3 separate regions of the Mus musculus genome follow, and regions 2 and 3 are each linked to region 1. Evidence: chromatin contacts called from public HiChIP or PLAC-seq and promoter capture Hi-C data. All regions are on one chromosome and are shown on one strand. Each heading gives the region's core, a stretch centred on a gene start, on an enhancer-like site or on the middle of the called end of the contact. The rest is flanking DNA. Distances are from core to core; before and after follow the strand shown. Region 1 holds the start of Cdca7l (cell division cycle associated 7 like). Region 2 has its middle 76 kb from the start of Sp4. Region 3 has its middle 81 kb from the start of Sp8.

Evidence for each region. Promoter capture Hi-C pulls out the DNA fragments that hold promoters and counts their contacts. HiChIP or PLAC-seq counts read pairs in DNA pulled down with a chosen protein or histone mark.
Region 2: a promoter capture Hi-C map of pre-B cells shows a contact between it and region 1, with 3 times the contacts expected there. The contact joins the enhancer-like site here to the promoter of Cdca7l in region 1. A contact is called at or near these places in 7 of 39 promoter capture datasets (the 3T3-L1 cell line, the C10 cell line, embryonic stem cells and 3 more), 3 of 115 datasets of contacts at active chromatin or transcription factors (effector CD8 T cells, large pre-B cells and memory CD8 T cells) and 1 of 9 other capture datasets (adipose tissue).
Region 3: a contact with region 1 is called in an H3K27ac HiChIP or PLAC-seq map of embryonic stem cells, with 3 times the contacts expected there. The contact joins the enhancer-like site here to the promoter of Cdca7l in region 1. A contact is called at or near these places in 9 of 39 promoter capture datasets (the 3T3-L1 cell line, cranial neural crest, embryonic stem cells and 4 more), 1 of 115 datasets of contacts at active chromatin or transcription factors (embryonic stem cells) and 1 of 9 other capture datasets (liver).

Annotation. Positions count from the first base shown.
Region 1 is chr12:117,841,516-117,845,140 of GRCm38.p6, forward strand. It overlaps Cdca7l (cell division cycle associated 7 like), which reads left to right and starts at 2,346. Exons shown (of 10, transcript NM_146040.1): 1 at 2,346-2,442. The coding sequence starts at 2,419.
Region 2 is chr12:118,376,072-118,379,620 of GRCm38.p6, forward strand. No RefSeq gene overlaps it. Among named protein-coding and RNA genes, the nearest start is that of Sp4, 76 kb to the left of the region's middle. Within about 2 kb of position 1,255, at least 72 of the 459 cell types and tissues checked have an H3K27ac peak or open chromatin away from gene starts, as enhancers often do. A contact at or near this core is called in effector CD8 T cells, memory CD8 T cells and pre-B cells, where this site is marked.
Region 3 is chr12:118,764,732-118,768,166 of GRCm38.p6, forward strand. No RefSeq gene overlaps it. Among named protein-coding and RNA genes, the nearest start is that of Sp8, 81 kb to the right of the region's middle. Within about 2 kb of position 1,915, at least 2 of the 459 cell types and tissues checked have an H3K27ac peak or open chromatin away from gene starts, as enhancers often do. A contact at or near this core is called in embryonic stem cells, where this site is marked.

The DNA.
Region 1 (3,625 bases), core at 1,096-3,595:
ATCTTACCAGTCCTGCAGCAGATCATCTTGCATCTGCTGTTTGTGAAGTACCTCTGAAGTCTTCAACATGCAGCAGAGTGGCAGGTTGACAGTGGTGGATTCTTATGCCAAGGTTCACATCTCATCCATTCAGGGAACTATAGACAGTTCTTATTCCCTTAAAGAAACATTTTTAGTGGATTCGTTTTTATTTTATGTGCCTGGATGTTTTACCTGTGTGCGTGCGCGCACACACACACACACACACACACACACACACACAAAACCTGCATGAAGTGTCAGCAGAGGCCAGATGAGGACACTGAATCCTGTGGTGGTTTGAATAAGAATGATCCCCACAGAACCAACCAAGCAGCAGAACTTGGCAGCTTGCTTATAATATATAACCCAGGCCTGCCTATGCAGGGATGGCATGGACCTGTCTCACAGACATGGTCAAAGGCTAACCTGTTGAAAGCAATTTCTTATTTGAGATTTCCTCTTCCTAGGTCTATTTACATTTGTGTCAAGCTGACAGGAAGTAACCAAGCATAGGCTGCATAATGAAGGCTTCTAAAGTGGGAAGGTCCAGTGGTCTAAATAGGTTCCCAATGATAGCTAGGTTCCAAATGCTTTGCTACTTCAAACCAATGCTCCCTTTACAATAGGGATTTGCTGTATGTAGTCTACAGTAGAAATAATAATAGAAATAACTGCAAACACAGCCCTTAGATCACAGGAAGATACAATTATCTTAGACTAAAACTAGCTTTGATTAATACATTTTTACTGTTCTTCCTGGCAACCTAAGGAAACAAAAAGAAAAACGGGAGAAAGAATGTTGGGTGTACTCTAGAAGCCTGAAAATGTTTTCTGGTTTGGTGGAACGCTGCTGTCGAGGGGTATCTGGATGAATGTTGAGAGAATTCTAGGAAATACTACATATGAAGTAGTCACAGCAATAATACACATTATCCGGGAGAAGTAAAGCATTTTTCTTTTCTTCTGTTTTGAGGTAGGGTCTCAAATTCAGAATCCTCCTGCCCCTGCCTCCACAGAACTGGGATTATAGGCAACTAAGCCAGGCCATGTGCATTTCTAAAGTTAGACACTGTTTTCTTAACTTCATTCCCCAACACTGGTAACATGTTGCTCAACTAACGAAGAAAGCAAGACACCTCTTTCCTTGACGTTTCCTCCTGAAGCCTGAGAGAACATTCTGGCAACTTCAACTATTCATTCAGCAACAACAGAAGGATGAGTACTGGATCCAAGGAGCTGAGACTGGCTGCATAAACTTCTACTCAGGCAAGCTGTTACTGTATCACCTCATGACCCCATCCTGTGCTAAACCTTTCCACTTGTCATTTTTCAGCTCCTCAGGCTTGCTTTGGGCCTCCCACTGTCTCCACTCATTAAATGCCTCAGGCTACTGACTCAAGCTCTAAGTCTTTGATGCCTCCAGCCCACTCCATGCCATTAGATTACCATTCCCCAGTCCCTCATGGCATCTAACTTGTTCCAAGTTTACATGTCCATGCACTTTCATTATTAGATTTATCATTTTTAATCAGTGGTAGGAATTAGGTTACTAATCATTTCAATTATCCATCAAATTAGTGATGGTGACATAATTATCATCATCATGAGATTTGCGTTATCACTATGGTTATTCATATTATCCTGGGGGTAATGGCTCCCAGTCCATAAAGTTCAACCTAGTAGATAGTTTTTGTTTATTCCTGAGTCAGGAGGCCTATCCCAGCATTTCCGCGGTGAGTAGGTGCTAGTGACTAGCATCTAGGCACTTACTGGGGAGCTCTGGCAAGAACGGAGGTCTTGCTTGTAGTGTGTGGTGTGCAGGGTGCTGCGTCGCCCTCTGCCCAGTGTTAGAAAACTTGGGTGATTGGCTTTTGCAGTGAATTGGGCAGCCACTTTTTCGGAGGCGCACAGACCACGCCCCTTACCAACAACAAAGCAAAGCCAGCTCCGCGGCCTCTACGCAACACTCCTGGAACTCAGGCCACGAGGACACGGAGGTTGGCGCTGCGGAGTTTGAGCGGGCCAGGTACCCGGAGCTCAGAGGCGCGTGCAGCCTCAGCTTGAGTCTCCCGCGCGAACCTGAGCGGACGGCTCCACCGCGGACCTGCGCGGTAGGGGGAAGCCCGCGCAACCAAACACGCCGGCCAATGCCGGTCGCGCGCTCCCTTTGCGCGCTCCCGCGCCGGCCTTAAGGCTTGGACCGCAGGTGGAGAGGCCCGGGTGCGGGCGCGTGGCCCGAGGCTGTGCGAGGTTGCGCGGTGCGCGCGGAGCCGCGCTGTCCCCCCCATCTGAACTCAGTGCGCTGTTCCACGGCAAACTCCGCGCGCTGCGTGCTCGGGGCCGCGCCAGCCCGGGTGGCCGCGTGCAGGGCTCAGGGAAGTGAGCCCAGCAGGGAAGATGGAGCTGGCCACGCGCTCCCAGGTGAGGGTTTCCCCCAGCCCTGGTCCCCGGCCGCTTTCTGCATGCCCCGCCCCGCCCTGTCCTGCCGGGCTGGTCCACGCGGAGGGCCGGGTGCTGGGAACTTAGGTCCTGTAGGAGTGCGCGTGGCTCCCTGCTGTACCACCCCGGGTCTGCAGGTTTGGCCCCTGCAGCCGGGGCTCAGGTGGGGATGCCTATTCTGGAGCTGCAGGCCGGGAGCTACGGGGTGCAGCGCCCCGAGACCTGGGGGAGGGGCGCGCGGGAGGGCAGCGTGCAATTTCTCCCCAACCCCCTTCCTCGCCGGAACTGGCACCAGAGGTCAGGAAGATTAAGAAAAAAGCAATTAAAAAAAAAAAAAAAAAAAAAAAAGAAAGAAAGAAATCTCGAGACTCACACTATACCAGTCTTTTATTGAGTTGCTGTAGGTTTTATTCTAGAACTTTAATAAATTTACTACTTGGCAAATGGTAAGTAACATCTTTAGGCCAAGTTAACAAACAACTTCAAGATTGCAAATCTTAAGCGAAGGGCAAATCCATTATGCATTATGGGTCTAATTTAAGTTTTGAAACTTCACTAACACTTGAGAATAAGTCTTCCAAAGGGTCATTGCGTGCCAGGATTGTGATTTCTGTTAGTTTACAGTCTCAAGGTTTTTCTCTACTTAAAATTATCACTCTGTTAAAAAAACGACAACCACAAGACACCTAAACAGACACACACTTTTTAATATAGTGATAAGCAAATCATTTTTAAAAATGAACTAAGAAAAACTTTGAAAAGAGAAGGAATGGCCAGCCCCCTGCTCGTGGGGTGCGGGATATTTTACATGAATGTAGCCTTTCTTGAACTGCGTTTACCCCTGTAGTCTACCTGTAGACTCTGAGCCTGGTGGAACAGCGCCCAAGCTTTACCAGACCTGGCCTGCCCAGGTCTGGCACTTACCTTTGTGCTGGCAAATTAGAGAACTAGCTAGCTGGCTAGATACCAGTGGCCACTTTGTCCAGTTAGTGACCGCTGAGAATGTCCTGAAAGTGGAGGTTTGTGAGAAAGTATTTTAAAAGGTTTCACCAGTGAAGGGAGAAAAGAAAAACTGTACTGAGCTAGACTCAGGCTTTAGGGTTTTTGTTGTTGTTTTTGTTTTGCTTTTGCACGTGGCTAGCCTGAGCTTCTCCAGGAAGTAACA
Region 2 (3,549 bases), core at 5-2,504, 530 kb after region 1:
AGTCCCCATGAGTCCCACTTAGTTGATTGGGCCATGTTCTTGTGATGTGTCTGACCCCTCTGGTTCCTCCAATCCTTCTTCCCCACCCCTCCATAGGACTCCCAGGTCTCAGCGTAATGTTTGACTGTGGTACTCTGTATCTGCTTCCATCTGTTGCTGGATGTATTCTCTGCTACCTTTGAGGTTCTGCTAGAGCCTTTCTTCTTTAAGTTGCTTTTGTTTCAGTGGTGAGAAAAGAAAACCAAGACCACAGCTTAGACAGTAGTATACTCACCTTGATGGGAAACATCTTCAGCTGACTACAGTCCTTAGTGAGAAATTCAGATTCGATATGGACTTTAATCCTTATGCGAACCAGCCATATTACAGACTGAATATTATAAGTTCATTAACTTTAAATATTGATATGGCAAATCAGATTGTTTTCTATTGCACGTGAGCAATGAAAACCTGCTTACGGAGGCAGGGGGCCATCAAAGCGAAAGAAGCATCAGAGTCCATTTGATGTTTTTAGAAATTCCCCAAAGCTCAAGCTGGGAGTGGAAAGCTCTGTGGTTAGTAACATCCTTGACAAAGGTGCAAAATCAGTATTACCTAATACAGTCACTTTGCCTAATAGGAGGCTGAGGTGAGAAAGGCCAAGTTGTTTGTTTGAGGTTGCTCAGTAGGTGCTGGAACCACCAAGCATGATTCAGACTGCACTGCACTGAGCATCTGACAGGGTGGTTCCTGGAAGAAGCTCTGATGGCTTCCCCACCCTCCTCCTCCACAGGAAGAGCTCTGCAGTGCTTTAGAGCCTTTTGGGTTGCCAATGTCATCAGCAAATTCATCTTTAGTTTGCAAGCTCTGCCTTGAAGAGCAGTACCCTTCAGGACGCTCTACCCTGCAGAACAGCGGGGCTCTCTAGTGAGTCAAGTCTGGCCTAAAGATAACAACAGCTGTCTTCCTGTGCTTGTGGAAGGAGTCTGAGCTCTCTGAGAGAGTTTTCTCTCTTTTCAAATGGAGTAACAGCAGTCCTTGGAAAAAATGCCTACCCTTAGGGAAAAAATTAGATGATGATAACAACAAAAGGAGAAAGAAAAGAAAACCAAAAAAATCCATCACCAGCCCAGCCAGGACCGTCAGCATGCGCCCCTGTTTAGGAAGCACCCATGCTTGTGCGTGTCTTCAAAGTCAGAAGCAGCTTCCTGTAGGAGAGCCACAGGGCAGGCCTGGGCCGCTGAGCCTTGAAACACTCTCTGATACCGAGACGGGCACAGGAAGTACAACCGCTGACTTCTCAGAGGAAGCCTCAGTGCCGCTTCGCAGAGTTGAAAGACAGACTGAAGAGAAAGAAGATGAAGAATGGTAAGCCCATCAATGTCAAAGACACTAGAATCCAGAGCTGTGTGAACAGACTCGAGAACTACCCCCAGATCATGGTGCCAAATTCTCTGCTGACAGTATTTTTGAAGCGCCCCACCCCACCCCACCCCCCCCCCCCGCCGACAATTGCCCAGACAGAATTGACACTTGATAGTATATAATCTGCCTAATAAATTTGATTGAAATTGTGACATTTTCAAAGTTATTTCTAGTATCTCAAATTAAGCTTTAAAGGGAGAGTTCCCTTTGATTCAGCTAAATCACAATAATTGGTTTTAAAGCAAATAGAAACACACTGATTATCAATTAAGCCAATGGATTGATACAAATGCGGGCTTGTGTATTTGTTTCTAAGCTTTGCCCTTCTCCCCGATACTCCATACTTACTTCTATCAATCTAGTGATTAGAAAAACAAAGTTCTGGTAAATGATGGAAATGTTACACAAACAAGTGCCATGGAGTGAAGTCCACATGTGCCAAGTACGGAGGCTCTGTTCATTTGAATGTGCCTGTCAGCACTTGAGTGCAGCAATTTTCATTATGAGCTTTTACTAACAATAAATACAGGCCAGATTTAAGGGGAAACATGGCTTATTTCCTCTTCCCAGGGACCCCATTTGGCTGCATCTTCTGTCCATGACTCCCACATTCTGTTGCTGTGGTGAAAGCCAGCGACCTACAGAGTAATTAGTTTGGGTTTTGTCTACACAGCACCCACATAAGCAATTGGAAAGTGAAAAATTCAGCCAAATCATCGGGCTTTGTGTGTGGCAGTTCCCGCATGACTTTAAATAGCCAGTTAGTGCTTTTCTGTTCGGTGAAAAGAAAAAAAAAAGGCATTTTCACTAATTGGTTCTTTCATCAGCATGTGGACTGCATTGTCAATAATTGGCCTAGGAGGGGTGAGCATGTTAGACTGTTGTTTTGCCTTGGGATGGGGAAGAAAAGAGAGAGAGAAACACAGAAAGGAATTGGATCTGCAGATGAATGGAGGAAGGACTGTGTAAAGGTGAGAAATGAAAGAACTCAGGTGACATGGTCACTTAAGGTACACCATAGGTCAACAGTCCTGTCTTTGCATTTATACATGGTCATCTGTTCCACACACAGCACCAACGCTGGAGGATATAGGCATCATAGATGCACCATTGTCTGGGGTCATCCCAGACTTTATCCCTCTGCCATGGAGACTGGGTTCAATGCTTGTGTTTCTATAGGTTGCTAGGTCCTGCTGGTGAACCTGCTCTCAGGGCTGTGCTCTGAGAACCAGTGACCAAGAGAAATTACTTTTAAGAAAAAGAACTGAGGAGCAGAGGCTAACATCAAGGCCACGAGTAGGGAGTAGAGCTGAGATCAAAACCCATCTCTCACCCTAGTGGTGGTAGGACATGCCTTTGATCCCAGCACTCCCTAGGCAGAAGCAAGTAGATCTGAATCCAAGGCCAGCCTTGTCTATGGAGCTCATTCCAGGACAGCCAGGACTGCAAAGAAATCCTATCTTGAAAAGTCAAAACAAATCAACAAAACAACAACTACAACAACAACTCCCACCTCTAATTCACAGCCCATTGCTTCTACCCCAGAGGGAATTGTGGGGGTTAAAAGGGACCTCAGTACATCCACACTGAGGTCTGCTCTGGGATCTATGAATCCATTCTTCTCCTTCTGGGTTTCTTACCCAGCAAAACGTGAAGTGTTCTTGTCTCACAGGAATCCATCCTCATCCCTTTCCTTGGTTAATACTGCTATTTTGGTATGTGAACAGATGTGTGTTTTTTCTAGTACAGTGGTCCCTTTCTATCCACTGGGGAATTGGTTCCAGATCCCTGTAGATATCGTCAAAACTACAGATGCTCAGGCTTGCCTATAAAAAAATGCTTTCACTTTGGCAAATAGTTTCTACGCGATTTTTTGTATCATTTAAATACTCTCTAGATTATGCATAATGCCCAATTCAATATAAATACTTTTCAGACAGCAATACTGCTTTGTTTAAGAAATAACAGCAAGAAAAAAAAACCCATTGTGCATTCCAGTCCAGATCAATTCTTTCTTTATACTATTTTTACATGAGGTTGGTTCATCTGCAGATGTGGAAGCCTGGGATATTAGAGGCCAGCTGTATTTCATGAGTGGCTCTCCATGATGAGAGCATACTCAGTGCACCCCCTTCCTTCATGATA
Region 3 (3,435 bases), core at 665-3,164, 920 kb after region 1:
TCAGTATTGGGAGCTGACGGATTGAGATAGTCCAGCAATAAACACACACATGCTTTTATTTTATTTTATTTTATTTTATTTTATTTTATGTGAATCAGTATCTTGCCTGCAAGTATGTCTTTATAATACACGCATACCTGATGTCTGTGGAGCCTGGAAGAGGGTATTGGATCCCCAAGAACTGGAATTACAGATGGTCATGAACTTCCATGCTAGTACTAGAAACTGAACCTGGAGACTCTGTGAGGTAACCATGTCTGGCTGGTGAATTGAAAACACCTCAGAAAGTTCTAGAATATGCAAACAGCACATGTTTATTTGTTTAAAAGTAATTCCAGAATTATCTGTTCATCAATCCCCCCACTGAAATAATCCTAGCACCACACACATCTTGATGTGAAAAGAATGCTAACAGGGCTGGTTCCTTAGTGAATAATATTCCTTTTCCCTCCCCTAACATGGCATGACTGTGGCAGCTATTCATTTCCTTTAAACTGTGTTTCAGTTTGGGAAGGACCCTGACACAGTGGCATGGTTCTACGTGAGGGACAAATTTAAATCTTGTTACCCCTTTCTCACAGAAGACTCTCTGCAGAGTGTTTGACAACGTGCCCTGAGAAACTACTTTAAAAATGAAAGAATACTTATTGAGTCGTCAGCACAGTAACAAAAGCTCCTCCAAAGTGAGGAGGGAACTATCTCTTAAATTCCACACTGTGTTCCCATGACTCATGAGTCTGGAGCAGAGACCATCAAGACCTTAAGAACCACTTTTTGAACATTTCCCTACGGCTGCCCAGTACATTAATAGCCAAGACACTTCTGGGATGCTGTCAAATGAGAATTTAAGGTGGAAAAAACTCTATTTGTCTTACTGGAAAAATGATTTTAGAAGACAAGTTTTTAGCTCCATTTATTGACTTTTTGGACTCTCTTCTGTGCCTAGTCTTGCAATCTTCTGCTCTTTCTTCCAACCTTCTGACCACTGTATTTTTATATGATTATTATTTCTCTGGAAATGGAAAATATGTTATTGAGAAGCATTTTGGTTAGCTACCACTTGGTGAAAAGATATTCAGTCTTGCTGTTGGAACTTTAGAGTGCATCAATGTTAGGAGAAATATTGATTAATATGGGCATATTTTAAAACTGCTTAAGGTTCACCAATCAATTCTTGAACTTTCTTTTTGTTGCAGCAAGATTTAAGGAGTTTTATTACTACTTCTTATCCTTCCTCTACTTCCCTCACCTCACCCCCAAAGCATAGGAAACCAGGTTCTTAAAATTCTAGGTGAAAGATTTACCAATAGCCTATCTCTCTAACATATTCCTTTTATTTTGTTTATTTTTTGCTTGGGAAAAATTTTGCAAATTTTAAGACTCATTTTAATCTGAAACGCTGACTTCCACAATGCAAATAATTAGGCAAAGTGGGTATGTGTATATATCTGTTGCAAGCATTTCACAGATATTTCTCCCTTGGTTTCATAAGAGTTGGGTCTTCATTGTGGATGGAATCTCTGTGAATCCTAATCACTGGTATTATTCTATAGGTGACCTTCATCAGGTGACTTGAGACTCAAAGCAAATAGCCTTAGTTGCTACCATGAAAATTATGCTATACAAAATACATTTAGATAAACACAATGGGCAAGGTGGTAAAACAAACAAACAACAACAACAACAAAAACCAGTAACACCATGGAATTGGCCTTTTACATTTAAACACTGTTCCAATTAGATAAATCATATATAATATTAAAATATGTGTCATTTACCATTAAGTTACTTGTATCATTCTAAGTATCAGCCTTTCCAAACCCTGAAAGATCCGGAAGTCAACAATGCAGCTGGACTGTCTCACCAGAGAATGAGAACAAAAGGTGCTTCCTTTGTTTCTCCACCCTTTTCTGCATGACAAAACTTCAGGACAGTGTGGATGGAAAGATTTCTCTTGTCAGTCTGTCTGGGCTGACTCAGTGGCCCCAAACAGGTAGCCAGATTGGCCTGGGAGGTCTAAGGAAACATCCATCTCTCAGCTATCTGGTGGAGTTGTCAACTCAGAAACTCAGCATGCCCTTTTCATCTTTCAGGAAGTAAAAGTTTTTCAGGATGAACACTGAGACCTTCTGGGAAACAAAGTCCTTTCTATGTCACACAATACCATGTCGGGCAAATTCTGTGGCTTTAATAACTCACAAGTTAAGGCCAGAGTCAAGGTCCACAAGAAGGGATTCCTCTTCTGTATGGAAAGTGATAATGAGATCATATTGAATGGATGCCTAGAACTGGAGGGATTTGTGGCCAGTAATCAAGGTACATCTTTGATTGCAAATGCTAACTACTTAGTGCCTAGAAGAGCTAGGCATCTCATCCCAGCGTGTGAAATAGCAAGTGTCCACTGTAAATGTATAGCAGAGATTTGAAAGACACTGCAAACAGTGTAACTATAGTTATCTTTTCCAAACCAAACTAGAAACTTGACCTGATTCCTATCATGCTTTACAATTCCATCCTATACTTCCTGTAGTATGATAGCGGTCTTAGCATTTCCTGAGAAAATCCAGCAGTTCAAATTCCATCAAGAGCTCTCCAAGGGTTTATTAGGTCACCATTTCTAAATGGAACAGGATTTCAAACACCCTTTTCAGTAACAATTATATGGCAACCACTATGTTACAGGCCTAAAAGCAAAAGAAACTTATATGTTACATATATATGATGAGATGGTGGAGTTAGGCTCTGATACACAAGTCTGAAATGATGCAATTAGAGAACACCAGAAAGACTGCTTCCTTCTTTGTTAGCATCTTTCTCCAACATTTTTCAAATGTCAGATCATTTACTAAAGAAACTACAAGTAAATACATTACAATATAAACAGAGAAGGTTGGGCAGAGATCTGTTTTATGCTATTTAAATTCTACTGACAGCATCTACATTTTATAGCTTAGTAATCCTTCAGTAGCTATGCCTTGATGTATGTAAAAATAGATAAATAACAAAATTAATAGCATTTATTTTGTCTCATTCAAAGATCCCCATTATTTGTGCTATAAATAACAGTGGCCATTAATACTTGTCTATGAACTGTAAGTACTTTTTAATTGTATCTCATTATAGCAAACACTACAGAGCACAGCTTTCTGTCCCTTTCCTTCTACGTAAAGAATCTATAGATTATAAAGAGGTGTGTCTCACATACGCATAGTCTTTGTGCCCAAAAGCAGAAGATTTTTTCCCATTTTAATGTTTCCCTTGGACAATGATCATTTTGTGTGAGAGCAGCGTTTTATCTTTTAATTTATTTTAACTGCTTGAAATGGACCAGCTGCAGAGTGGGAAGTGTGTTGACATTTATCTGAAGTCTTATCTTTATTAAATCACTTGTATTATTATCCTATATAAACAACTTAATAAACACAGTAAATACTT